2 separate regions of the Ovis aries genome follow, and region 2 is linked to region 1. Evidence: chromatin contacts called from public Hi-C data. All regions are on one chromosome and are shown on one strand. Each heading gives the region's core, a stretch centred on a gene start, on an enhancer-like site or on the middle of the called end of the contact. The rest is flanking DNA. Distances are from core to core; before and after follow the strand shown.

Region 1 (5,594 bases), core at 2,734-5,233:
CAGAATTTCCTGCCCCAGCCTGGAGATGGCTTGAATAAAATGGGGCTGACCACGGGGAGCTGGAACTTAGAAATTGCTATAACATTCCCACTCCATCCCCTCCTGACCCCAAGGCAGGCTAACTGCAGCAGTTGGAAGAAACAGTAACTAAATAATGATAATCATAGCCCATGTTCACTGTAGAGGACCTAAATGATGGCCTCTAAAATGATAGGTACCTGGAAACTGTGAATGTGGCTTTATTTGGAATAAAGGTCTTTTGAAGATATACTTAAGGATCCCAAGATGAAGAGATGATCCTAGATTACCTGAGTGGATCTTAAATCCAATAACCCATGTCCTTATAAGACAAAGGGGAGATCTGACAGAGAGAAGACAGAGGCAGAGACCGGAGTGATACAGTGATGCAGTCAAGGATTGTGGACAGCCCTCATAGCTGGAAGAGGCAAAGAAATATTCTCCAGAGCCTCCACAGGCAGTGCAGCCCTGCTGATACCTTGATTTTGGACTTCTTGCCTCTGGAATTTTACCAGTTTGTGGTAGTTTGTTACAATGGACAAGGAACGTAAAGCATTCATTGACTACTTACTGTATGCCAAGTATCCTAAAGGAAATCAGTCCTGAATATTCACTGGGAGGACTGATGCTGAAGCTGAAACTCCAATACTTTGGCCATCTGAGGCAAAGAACTGACTCATTAGAAAAGACCCTGATGCTGAGAAAGATTGAAGGCAGGAGGGACGACAAAGGATGAGATGGTTGGATGGCATTACTGACTTGATGGACATGGGTTTGAGTAAGCTCTGGGAGTTGCTAATGGACAGGGAAGCCTGGCATGCTGCAGTCCATGGGGTCGCAAAGAGTCGGACACAACTGAGCGACTGAACTGAACTGTATGCCCAGTCTTATTCTGAGTGCAGTGCCTGGACTGAGTCAGTGAGGAAGGTGTTTCTACCTGTATATTCTCCATGAATAGACCGAGATGCAGAGGGAGGAGGTCACAGAGCTAGTAAGTGGCAGAGACAAGACGAGGACCCAGCTTGGGTCCATGTTCCATAGCCCACCTGCTTAACCACAACGATGATTCTCAAAGTGCGGTTCCTGAACCAGCAGCATCAGCCTCACCTGGGAACTTACTAGAGATTCAAATGCTCTGGCTCTTCTCCAGACCTGCTGAATCAGACCTTGTGCAGGGAAGAGGGCAGCAGCGACCTGTGTTTTACCCAGCCCCGCAGGTAATGATGCCCACTCAAGTTTGAGACCCACTGCCCTACACTGTGCTGCTGAGCAGCAGCTGGAGAGGCCTAAGACCTGCACGGAGGCCAGCAGTGGGGGAATCACGGAGTAGGAGACACGAGCAGGCAGCCGGCAGCAAAGTCCACTGTAGGGGCGGAGACCCGGGCACAGGGCTAGGCAGGGCCCCAGCTGAGACAGGGCTTCCCTCAGATCACAGCACAGCCGCAGCGAATGGGCTGCTTCCCAGACAGGCTGATGGGAGGCTGAGTCCCCTGAGTGACTAGATCCCACTAACAGGGAGAGGCAGCCAAGTGAACCCAGCTGTGGGAAGGAGGCTGGTGGTCTGAGGATGCAGAGAGGCTTGGGAGGTCAGCCCAGGGGAACTGGGCATGTCGGCAAGGGTTCTGCAGCCAAGAGGAAGCTTGTGACTCCAAGGGGGCTGCTCCCCCAGAGAAAGCCTGTCCCAAGCAGGAGGAGCCCACGCCTTCCAGGAGGGGTAGTAACAGCTATTTCCCTTGCCTCCCCATTGTCCCCTTGCCCTGCCCAGGGCTTAAGGGGCCTGAAGACTCCGGGAACTCCCCTCCAGCCACATGGGAAGCCGGGCCTCAGAGCTGACTTTTTCTAAACGCCTACAAATGAATCACCCAATCTTGTCAAGAAACCCTCCCTTGGTAAAGGTCCAATTCCTCAATACTCTGTTATTATCTGTTTATTTGCCTATGTTTCCCACCAGTCTGTGAGCCCTTGGGCGAGCAGGCATCATCTGTTTCATGTTTATATCTCCCAACTTCACCCCTACGCTTCAAGCACAGGGCTTGCCTGAGTTAGGCAAGAATTGAGCATTGATGGAGGAATGAATGAATGACTAGTGCACACGTAAGTGAATAAGCGAGCTTAACGGATTCTGGACCAGAGTGACCATATATCTGTCTTGCCATATCACATGTATTTTCATCGATAAAATCAATAGTCTTTGTCATCAATTATGAAGAACTCTAATGAACACCAGCTGTTGTCGCAGCCATCCCACCAGCACCATTTAGCTCAATATGCCCTTAATAGTCTAGCTCTCAGCTGATCCCACTGTTGAAGTACAATGTAATCTTAATAGCCACACAGAGGCCTGATGCTAACTTTTCTGAGTGCTGCGATTTTCCATCCTTTTGGCTGACCCTTAAGCAGGAGGGCACAGAATGACCAGTCTTCTGAAAAACGCCTGCCTTGGCTCTCACCCACCGACTGAGCTGGGAGTGCCGCTCTAAAGCACACTGGCCTCTTAGATTTCAGACTGAATTCCAGCTGCCTCCACCTCCTCTCTCTCTGAAACAAGCGTCTGGGTAGGGACTGTGAACCACATATGCTTCCCCTTCTCGTTACATACCGTAAGGTTCTTGAGGTTTGGCTGGAGACCTCAGGGAGGCTGCTCTTTGCCTATCTGGGGGCTAGGGCATGAGCTGGGGCCACTGGGCAAGATGGGATGGCCAGCCCTCATGGTCCTGGAAGAAGGGTAAGACTCCTGCTCCTCGCTGCCATGTCCCACCCTCCCCCAACCCCAGCCTCTTGATGTAAGGTACTGAGGTGGGAGGGGCATCACTGGGATGGTAGGAGCTTGAAAGAGTAATTCTGGAGCTTTCTAAGTCTCTAAGTGAGGCATGTCCTTAGGTATTTGAGTTCTTTTCCCATGGTAGATACCACATGGTCCATGAAATCTCCTACAGAGTTGCTAACCACAAGCAATTTAGTCGTAATTTACATTGTGCGCCCTGAGAGAATGCGGCCGCAAGGAAAGGAGGGATCTGGGAAGGGAAGGCAGGAGCAGACCTCCCTGTCTCCCCCTCTGTCCTGGTCCCAGTCGAGGGTTCCGGCATTGTGCACAGCCAGTACCCAGTGGCCACCCTCTTCTGGACTCGGGCCTAGGCTGGACTTTGAGAGATCGCGAAAACTCAGACTGATCCCGAATAGCTCTCAGCCTAGAAAAGGGGGCAAGACATCAACACACAGAGCCCCGACACAGGTGTCTGAACCGGAGGACTCTGCACAGGTGAACAGAGCGGAACAAGCAGAGCACAAGCAAACCCACGGAGTTAGGAAACTCAGGGGTCTGTGAGTGGCCCTGGAGGATGGGGGCACTGGGACGTTCAGGCAACCTCCACCGTTAGAGCAGCAAGGAGAGAATTAAGAAGCCAGATTCAGAAGCGTAAAGCCAACATCAGCTTATTCACTCTTAGGACAATTCGATAAGGTGGGGACTATTGCTCTCCCATTTTGCAGATGAACAGATTAAGGCTGAAGGAGATCAAGGCCACAGAGCTGGAATGGGGTGGTTGCAGCCCAGGTGTGGGTCATCTGAGGTCCTTCCTAGCTGTTTCTACTCTTAATCACTTTTTCACTTGGGAGATTGGAAACAGATTAGGGAGGGCCTTGAATGTCAAGCTGAGGAGACTAAAATTTATGCTGCAGGCTATGGGGTGCCTTGAAAGGTTTCTGAGGAAGGCTGCTGCTGACCATTTTAGGAGGTATCACCACTTCACCTCAAGCTGCTGCCCCCGGCAGTCAGGCCCCTTCCTTTCCCTTGCCAAGGAGAGGGTGGATTGGGTGATTTGGAATGCAGAGTGAAGGCGGTCTTTTGGCAGCAGCAGGAGACATACTTTCCTGCAGCCTCTCAGCACTTGGCATGTTATGCCCTGGGCAAAATCAAGCTGCCCTGGGAATGGCCCAGGGCGTCCACAGATGAGCTTGTGTGACTTTAGCCAGAGCAGGGAGGAAGCCAGCAGAATGAGCTCATGGCATCAGCAGGCACTGTGCAATCTTGCCTACACTGACTAGGCTGATAGAGGCCTGGAGAGTTGGAGTGACCTCCAGAGCTGGGAAGGACTTCAGTCCAGTGTCCTCGAGATGAGAAAACTGAGGCCCAGACTGACAATGTGACTTGCCCAGCATATCATGTTCCCACCATCCAGGCTACTCTCACCCATTTCCCTAAGAAGGTGAGGCATGGGGAAGTGTATGGTACACAGTAGGTGCCCAATATGGGAATGGATGCATAGCGGCGGGGGGGTTTGTGGTCCGCACATATAACGACTTGATGCCACTGAGTAGGGGGAAATGAATGACATAAGAACTTAGTCCTACAGCTGTTATCAAGCACACAGCTGCTTTTTACAGGTCCTCCTGCTCCCCTGTGCCGAGATGTGCTCTCTGCAGGCTGCTGGAGCCCTGTGTGGCTCTGAAATGGGACTGGAGTTTAAGAGAACAGCCAGAACAGATGGTGACCCTGAAGTCATATTTTGAGACAGGCTGACTCTTGTTCAATCTAGATGAAAGTACAGCTTGATGGCCTCCAAATGTTAGCTGGAGGAAGAGCCTGTGCACTTCTGGAGTAACGGGAGAGGGAATGAGGCCTTCCAAGCTGGGTACCCAGGAAATGCCCCTAACTGGAGACCCGAAACTGAGGGTGACCTTGGGCAGAAGACCTCAGGAGTTTGAGCCTTGAGTCTCGCCCAGCAGATGCAGAGAAGGACATGGAATTCCATTCCAGAGAGAAATCATCACTTACTAGCTGGTAACCTTGGGCCAGTTCGTTTACTCCTCTGAGCCTTAGTTTCATTATCTGGACACAGAGATGACAATGCCAGCTCTCAGGGTGGCGGTACAGGGTAATGTCAGATGCTGAACTCATGAGCCTACACACTTATTCCTGAAAGGTAAGTGTAGATTGAGAGAGGGAAGCTTGCCTTGTTCACCTGCTTGTTCATTCATTCATTCACAAATATTCTCAAGCACCAACCACCACATGCCTGGCACTGCTACTGTGGAAGATTTACGAGTGAACAGGACAGACGTGTCCCTGCCCTCATGGCATATGTGCTCTAGCACTGAGCTAGCTCCTAGCTGGGTTTTACAAGAACCACTTGAGGGCTTTAGAAGACTGATACCCAGCTCCACCCCAGTCAGGATCTCGGGGGGTGAGGCCCAGGCCTCAGTATGTCTTAAGAGCTCCCCAGTGATGCTGTTATAGGTACAGGGTGAGGTTCATGGTTTCAAGGAGAGCCCTCACCCACCAAGGCTCTGCCATCTCAGGCTCTACGCTGAGTGCCTCATGCAGCCTGAGAGGCAGGACCTTGACTACCCCCTGTCCAGATGAGGGATCCAACCTTCCTCCTGAGCAATCTGCCCAAGTCACTCAGCTGATACATGGAAGAACTGGGATTTGAAATCCATCTGACGTTTCCAAGGGCTTCCCTGGTGGCTCAGGTGGTAAAGTATCTGCCCGCAATGCAGGAGACCCAGGTTCAATTCCTAGGTCGAGAAGATCCCCTGCAGAAGGGAATGGCAACCCACTCCAGTATTCTTGCCTG
Region 2 (5,873 bases), core at 1,716-4,215, 92 kb after region 1:
CTGACTAAGAAAGCAACCTTGGGCCGGATTCTAAAAGGAAGGGGCTGGTGATGAGACAGATGTTGGAACCGGCAGCAGCAGATGTGGGATCTGGTTCTAGCCTTGTCTCTCCTTACTGTGTGATGCTGGGCGAGCCCCTTCCCTCTCTGGGCCCTGGGGTCCCCATTTGTAGTTTCGAGAGGTTGGACAGAACGAGTTGTAGGCTGTTTTTCAGCTTGAAATCAGCAGCTGGAAGCCACGGGCCCTTGGCCATACTTTCTTGAAGTCTCCATGGCCCAGTGGACCTCAGAAGTCTTTCAACCCCACTGTTCCACCCTTGCCCTTAATGAAGCCACATCTGGAGTGTATCTCCTCTGATCCCTGTTTTGTACAGCTCCTCACAGCTGGATCCCCATAAATCAATTTGTTCTGCAGACCAGTTCCCAGAACTGTCCAGAATCCTACCCAGAAAAAGGCAGTTTTATTTCGCTTCAGTTTCTGGTTCCAAAAGGAGTGAGCTGAGTCCAGTCCATCTCGGGACAAGCTCTCGAGCCTTCTGAAGCCCATGGCCTGCTAGGGTTTTGCAGAGCAGCCAAGGCTCATGCTTCTGTCCCCTACTAGCAGGCACAGAGGAGGAACTGGCCTGGGGGCCCCTTCCTGGCCCCTCTTGAGGACCACTGCCCCCACCCCATGGCAAAAAGATCGGACTAAAGTGATCCCCAACCCCCTGCTGCTTTGGATTCAAAGTTTTCCTGGAGATAAACTTGTTACAACAGAAGGGTTAAAAAGTTAAAATCCTTGAGGATGGAGAGGGAAGGAGGTCTGGGGACCACCAAGGGCTCCTGTTTGTTCTGCCACAAGGCCCTGAATCCAGGACTTTCATGAAGAACAAACATTCTGCCGGTGGGAGCTGAGATACGTACTTTTTCTGACAGCTTCTCTGGTCCTAGGGATATCCCTGGGCTTGAGCAACAAAAAACCTTTGGCCAGGAAATGGTCCCTGAGCCCCTATTCTTCAGAGTGCCCTACGCCTGCCTCATCTCATTTAATCCTCATGCCCCCCTAGAGTTAGGTCCTAGCACTGCTTCTATTTACAGATGAGGAACTGTGGTTCAGAGAGGTTAAGTAACTTGTCACAAAGCTGGCAAGTTCACCAGACTGAATTTATATTCAGGTCTATGTTTCTACATATCCTGACCTCTTTTGTGGACACACACACACACAGATGCTGCTAAATAAAGACAAACCTAGGTCCCCAACTGTTTTCCTACTAACAAAGACTTTGGGCTCAGACTCCATTTGGGAGAATTTTTAAAGATCATTTTCAATAAATATACTTAGCTAAAGTACATGTACTTAGCTTAAAAAGCCTAATTGTACTCAAGGTTTATAATCAAATCAGTAGTCCCCAATTTTGCTCCTCCCCAACCCCACACAGACCTGGTTCTCAAGACAGTCCCTCCTCTCAACATTTCCAGCAATTTCTTCCAGTATTTGCCTCTGAATTTCAAATAACACGTTAGCTCTGTTTTCTCATGATTTTTCAGACCATTATTACCGACTTCCTATTACGGAAAATGGAGCTTCTCTTATACCATTTCTCTCCCACTTGCTGTCCCACTAGTTTCATTTCACTGTCCTCAGAGGATGTGGCGGAGCCTGAGCTAGACTAGACCTCTCTGAAGGGATGGGGGATGCAGTGCTTTATTTTTTAAAATTTTTATTAATTTATTTGGCCATACCAGGTCTTAGACCCGTATCAGGTCTTCACTGTGTCAAGTGGGACCTCTCATTGCAGTGCCCGGACCCGCTAGTTGTGCATGGCCTTAGTTTCTCTGTACCATGTGGGATCTTAGTTACACGACCAGGGATGGCACCTACCCCTGCACTGCTAGGCAGATTCTTAACCACTGGACCACCAGGGAAGTCCAGGGAATGGAGCCTTGATCTTCAGTTAAATGCAGCAGGTTTAAGGCAAACGTCTATCTTCACTCCCTCCCAGAACTCCAGTATAAACCACATCCCATAACGATGGTTTGAGGAAGGGAGGGCAGACAGCCTGGAGCAGAGAAGACTTAGACACATAACCTCTCTCCTGGAGACTCTGAGGGACAGGGAGAGCACACACACTGGGTGGCCTCCAAGGGGGGGGTCCAGAGTAATAAGGAAGCTACAGAGAGGCAGATTTCAGCTTCATAAGGAGTCATCCAAGAACACAACGGATGGCCTGTGAAGGGGGGGACATATCCCCTCACTGGCAGTGGACAAGCTAGGGCTGGCTGGAGAAGAAAAGGAAATCCTGCCTAGGAGGGAGTTGAATACATGACTTTTAAAGTCCCTGCAAATTCTATAACCCAGTAACTTGCTTCCTTCTGTAACAGCTTGCAATCAGAATCCAGTGGCGCTCTGCAATCACTCTTGAGTTAATAACCAGAGCTGCCCAACAGTCACACCCATCTGCAATTTCTTTTTAGGACACTGAAATAACCATCTTAACAGTCTGATGAGCAATCAGCTCCACTGACTTTTGCCTTGTAAAAGAAGGTTCGAGATGATTCACAGAGCAATCATGACATGGCAGACGGGACATAACTCTCAGTCCCATGGGCTTTAAATCCTCCAAAGACAGCAAAGTGCTGGATGGGGCAACTTGTGGATCTGGCCATGTACTTTGGGCCTCCTGGCTCTGCAGCAAGAATCTCAAAGGGGAAACTTGAAGAAATGCTCCCCGCCTCCTGCCCCCGCCTCCTGCCCCCCCCTCCTGCCACCCCCCCCCCCCTCGCCCCGGACCTCCGCAAGTCCCGCCTTCCCATTTTTGCCTTGTTTTAAAGAGAAACTGGGCAGAGTGTGAGTGTGGGCAAAACGGAGCTCCCCCTGGACAGCGGCCCCTGGAGGAACCAGTCCGGGCCTGGGGCTCTGTCCCTGGTTCTGTCCCCAACTTGGCACTTACCCAGAGACACGGCTCTTCTGTGACCTCTGTACTTTCCAAGCAGCACAGACTTTCATTCATTTTCGTGCCATGACTGGCAGTGTGGTGTAACTGGACTAAGAGTGAGGGGAGGGCTGTGGCCAGGGCGTATGAGCCGCCTGGCTTGGGCAAGTCACCTCCCCTCCCTTTCAGGAGGCACTGGGTCACAGCAGTTACAACTGAGCTTTTGGAGTAAGACTGCTGCTGCTGCTGCTGCTAAGTCACTTCAGTTGTGTCCGACTCTGTGCAACCCCATAGCCGGCAGCCCACCAGGCTCCCCCATCCCTGGGATTCTCCAGGCAAGAACACTGGAGTGGGTTGCCGTTTCCTTCTCCTGGGTCAATTCTAGCGCTGCCACTGATTAGCTGTGTGACCGTAGACAAGTTTCCCACACTCCCTGAGCCTGTGTCCTCACTTTTAAATTGAGGGTGGTGGGGTGCCGGGAAGAGTGAAGGGGAGGACCAATACCTACCTCCCTGGGTGTTTTCAGCATTAAATTAGCTCATTTCATGAAGTGCTTAGAAGAGTGCCCAACTCATGGTGGTACTATTTTCAGCAGCAGCTACTGCTGATGAAAAGGAGACAGCAATCCTCATTCGGTTGACTTTACAGGAATGAACAAAATAAAGCTCTTGAAAACGAAACTCTGAAGTTATATGTAAGTGAGAAATTTGATGTGTGGTGCATTGACTCTCACAAATATTAGGAGACTGTAAAAGGCTAATATTTCCAACTCTACTTGCTAAATAAACATTGTGGCTATGATACAAGAAACCATGCAGCAAGGTCTGTAGAAGTTCTTATCAAGATAGGAAACTAACTTTCCTTTAAAATTTAATTTAGCAAAGCCAATATTTGAAGATACAAGGTTTAAGAGTACCAATTTTACACTTTAAGAAAAACACACCCAGGCCAAATTTAGAACACTGATTACTATATAGAATGAAAAGTACTGACAAAGAAAATGCTGTCCCTAACTTGCTATGTGATCTCATGCAAAGCCCTTCCCTCATGGGCCTCGTTCCCTACTCCATCAGGTACACTGGGCACAGAATGATCTCTGGGTGCCATCCAGGTCTGCATCCCATGGACCCAAGATAGGAGGATTTTTTTTAGACCAACAGACATGTCCACAACTAAGGCATTGTATTTCCTGAGCTGACACCCCCACCTAGTGTGCGCGTGAGAACAGACACCAGTGACCAGCCAACCAGGACCTTCTTATTCTCTCCTGAATAACTTGCTACTTAAAATTTGATCCACAGACCAACAGCACTGGCATCATCTGGGTGCTTGTGAGAAATGCAGAATCTCAAAGTCCATCCCAGACCTACTGAATCTGAATCTACCTTTTGACAAGATGCCAAGGGATTCCCAGAACATGAAATTTTGAAAAGCACTGCTTTAACAGGAAGAGAAAAGGGAAGCTAGTCAGGACAGGAAATTTAACTTTAATATACATTCAGAATTGACCCATATAAATAAAACAGATCCTTCCCAACTGACACTTAAGAAGACTATCATGCAATGAAGGTTTAGGTTCTTGGGAATTTTTACAAGTTTTCAAAAACAAACCTCCTGGAATGGTAAGTAGGCACCTGATATGGGCATCCCTGAACCAGAGTTTCAAATGCACTTGCACTGTCTACATTGTTATTAATGGAATAACCATACTGATGAGTCTCTGCTTCCAGAAATTCAAAATTCAAAACTCAACCATTCTGAGCTCCCAGAGGCCATCTCAGGTCCTAACCACATGGCAGATCATGACATGACAGCTGATTTCTTCAAAGCCAGCAGGACAATCTCTCGGCAGGTGACCTCTAGAAGCTGAGGTTCTCAGTCCTACAACCTCGAGGACTTGAATTCTGCCAACAAACTGTGTTTGGAAGAAGAGCCCCAGTCCTGGCTGAGACAGCAGCCCTGGTCAACACTTTTGATTTCATCCAGTGAGACCCAGAGCAGAGAACTCAGCTAAGCCATGCCCAGACTATAACCTACAGGAACAGGGAGACAATAAATTATGCTGTTTTAAGCCACTCTGCTTGTGGCAATCCATTACATAGCAATAGAAAACTAACACAGATTTTGGCACCTGGAAGTGAGATGTATTATAATAAACACCTAAAATGTAGGAGCAGCTTTAGAACAGGGCAGTAGGAGGAAGCTGGAGGAATTCTGCAGGACAGGATAAGTAATAAGTAAGTAAAGTTGCTCAGTCGTGTCCGACTCTTTGCGACCCCATGGACTGTAGCCTACCAGGCATCTCCCTCCATGGGATTCTCCAGGCAAGAGTACTGGAGTGGGTTGCCATTTCCTTCTCCAGGGGATCTTCCCGACCCAGGGATCGAACCCAGGCCTCCCGTATTCCAGGCAGACACTTTAACCTCTGAGCCACAGAAAGCTTAAATTTCCTTGAAGAGACTGTTAGTAGAAATATAAATGTTGAGGACATTGCTGCTGAAGGTTATGAAGGAAGTGAGAAACAGTTACTAGAAAGTGGGGAAAGAGCCTTATTATACAGTGGCAGAAAGTTTAGCAGATTGTCTCTGGCAGTTATGAAGGATTTTTGAGATGAACCTGATTAGATAGCTAAGGGAACCTAGTTCTGTAGCTAAGGAGATCTCCAAGAAGCGCTGAAGATGCTGCCTGGTTTCTTCCTGCTGCTTATGGTAAAGTGCAAGAGGAGAGAGAGAGACGGGAAGTCATAACACAAAAATTAAGCAGGACTGAATTATTTAGGAAAATTTTCAGCCTCTCCAGTTGGCAAAAGATGCTAAAAGTCAGAATGGCTGCTGAAAATGTGGCACAGAGAAAAGGCAGAGTATGTGACTGTATAATCTTTCGTTAAGACCTCAGACACATCAAAAGGTCACAGTCACACAAAGGACCTTTTTAAGAGATTAAGAGTGTGTGCACGTCATGG

What was found. Hi-C and Micro-C count contacts between places; a contact is called where the count stands out from the background.
Region 2: a contact with region 1 is called in a Hi-C map of tail adipose tissue, with 2.9 times the contacts expected there. The contact joins two enhancer-like sites. A contact is called at or near these places in 3 of 16 Hi-C or Micro-C datasets (hypothalamus, muscle and tail adipose tissue).

Annotation. Positions count from the first base shown.
Region 1 is chr2:48,889,063-48,894,656 of ARS-UI_Ramb_v3.0, forward strand. All of the region lies in intron 3 of COL15A1 (collagen type XV alpha 1 chain), which reads right to left. Among named protein-coding and RNA genes, the nearest start is that of COL15A1, 17 kb to the right of the region's middle. Within about 2 kb of position 3,984, at least 14 of the 54 cell types and tissues checked have an H3K27ac peak or open chromatin away from gene starts, as enhancers often do. A contact at or near this core is called in tail adipose tissue, where this site is marked.
Region 2 is chr2:48,981,961-48,987,833 of ARS-UI_Ramb_v3.0, forward strand. The region is part of intron 5 of LOC132659160 (a long non-coding RNA gene); the gene reads left to right. Among named protein-coding and RNA genes, the nearest start is that of GALNT12, 39 kb to the right of the region's middle. Within about 2 kb of position 2,966, at least 14 of the 54 cell types and tissues checked have an H3K27ac peak or open chromatin away from gene starts, as enhancers often do. A contact at or near this core is called in tail adipose tissue, where this site is marked.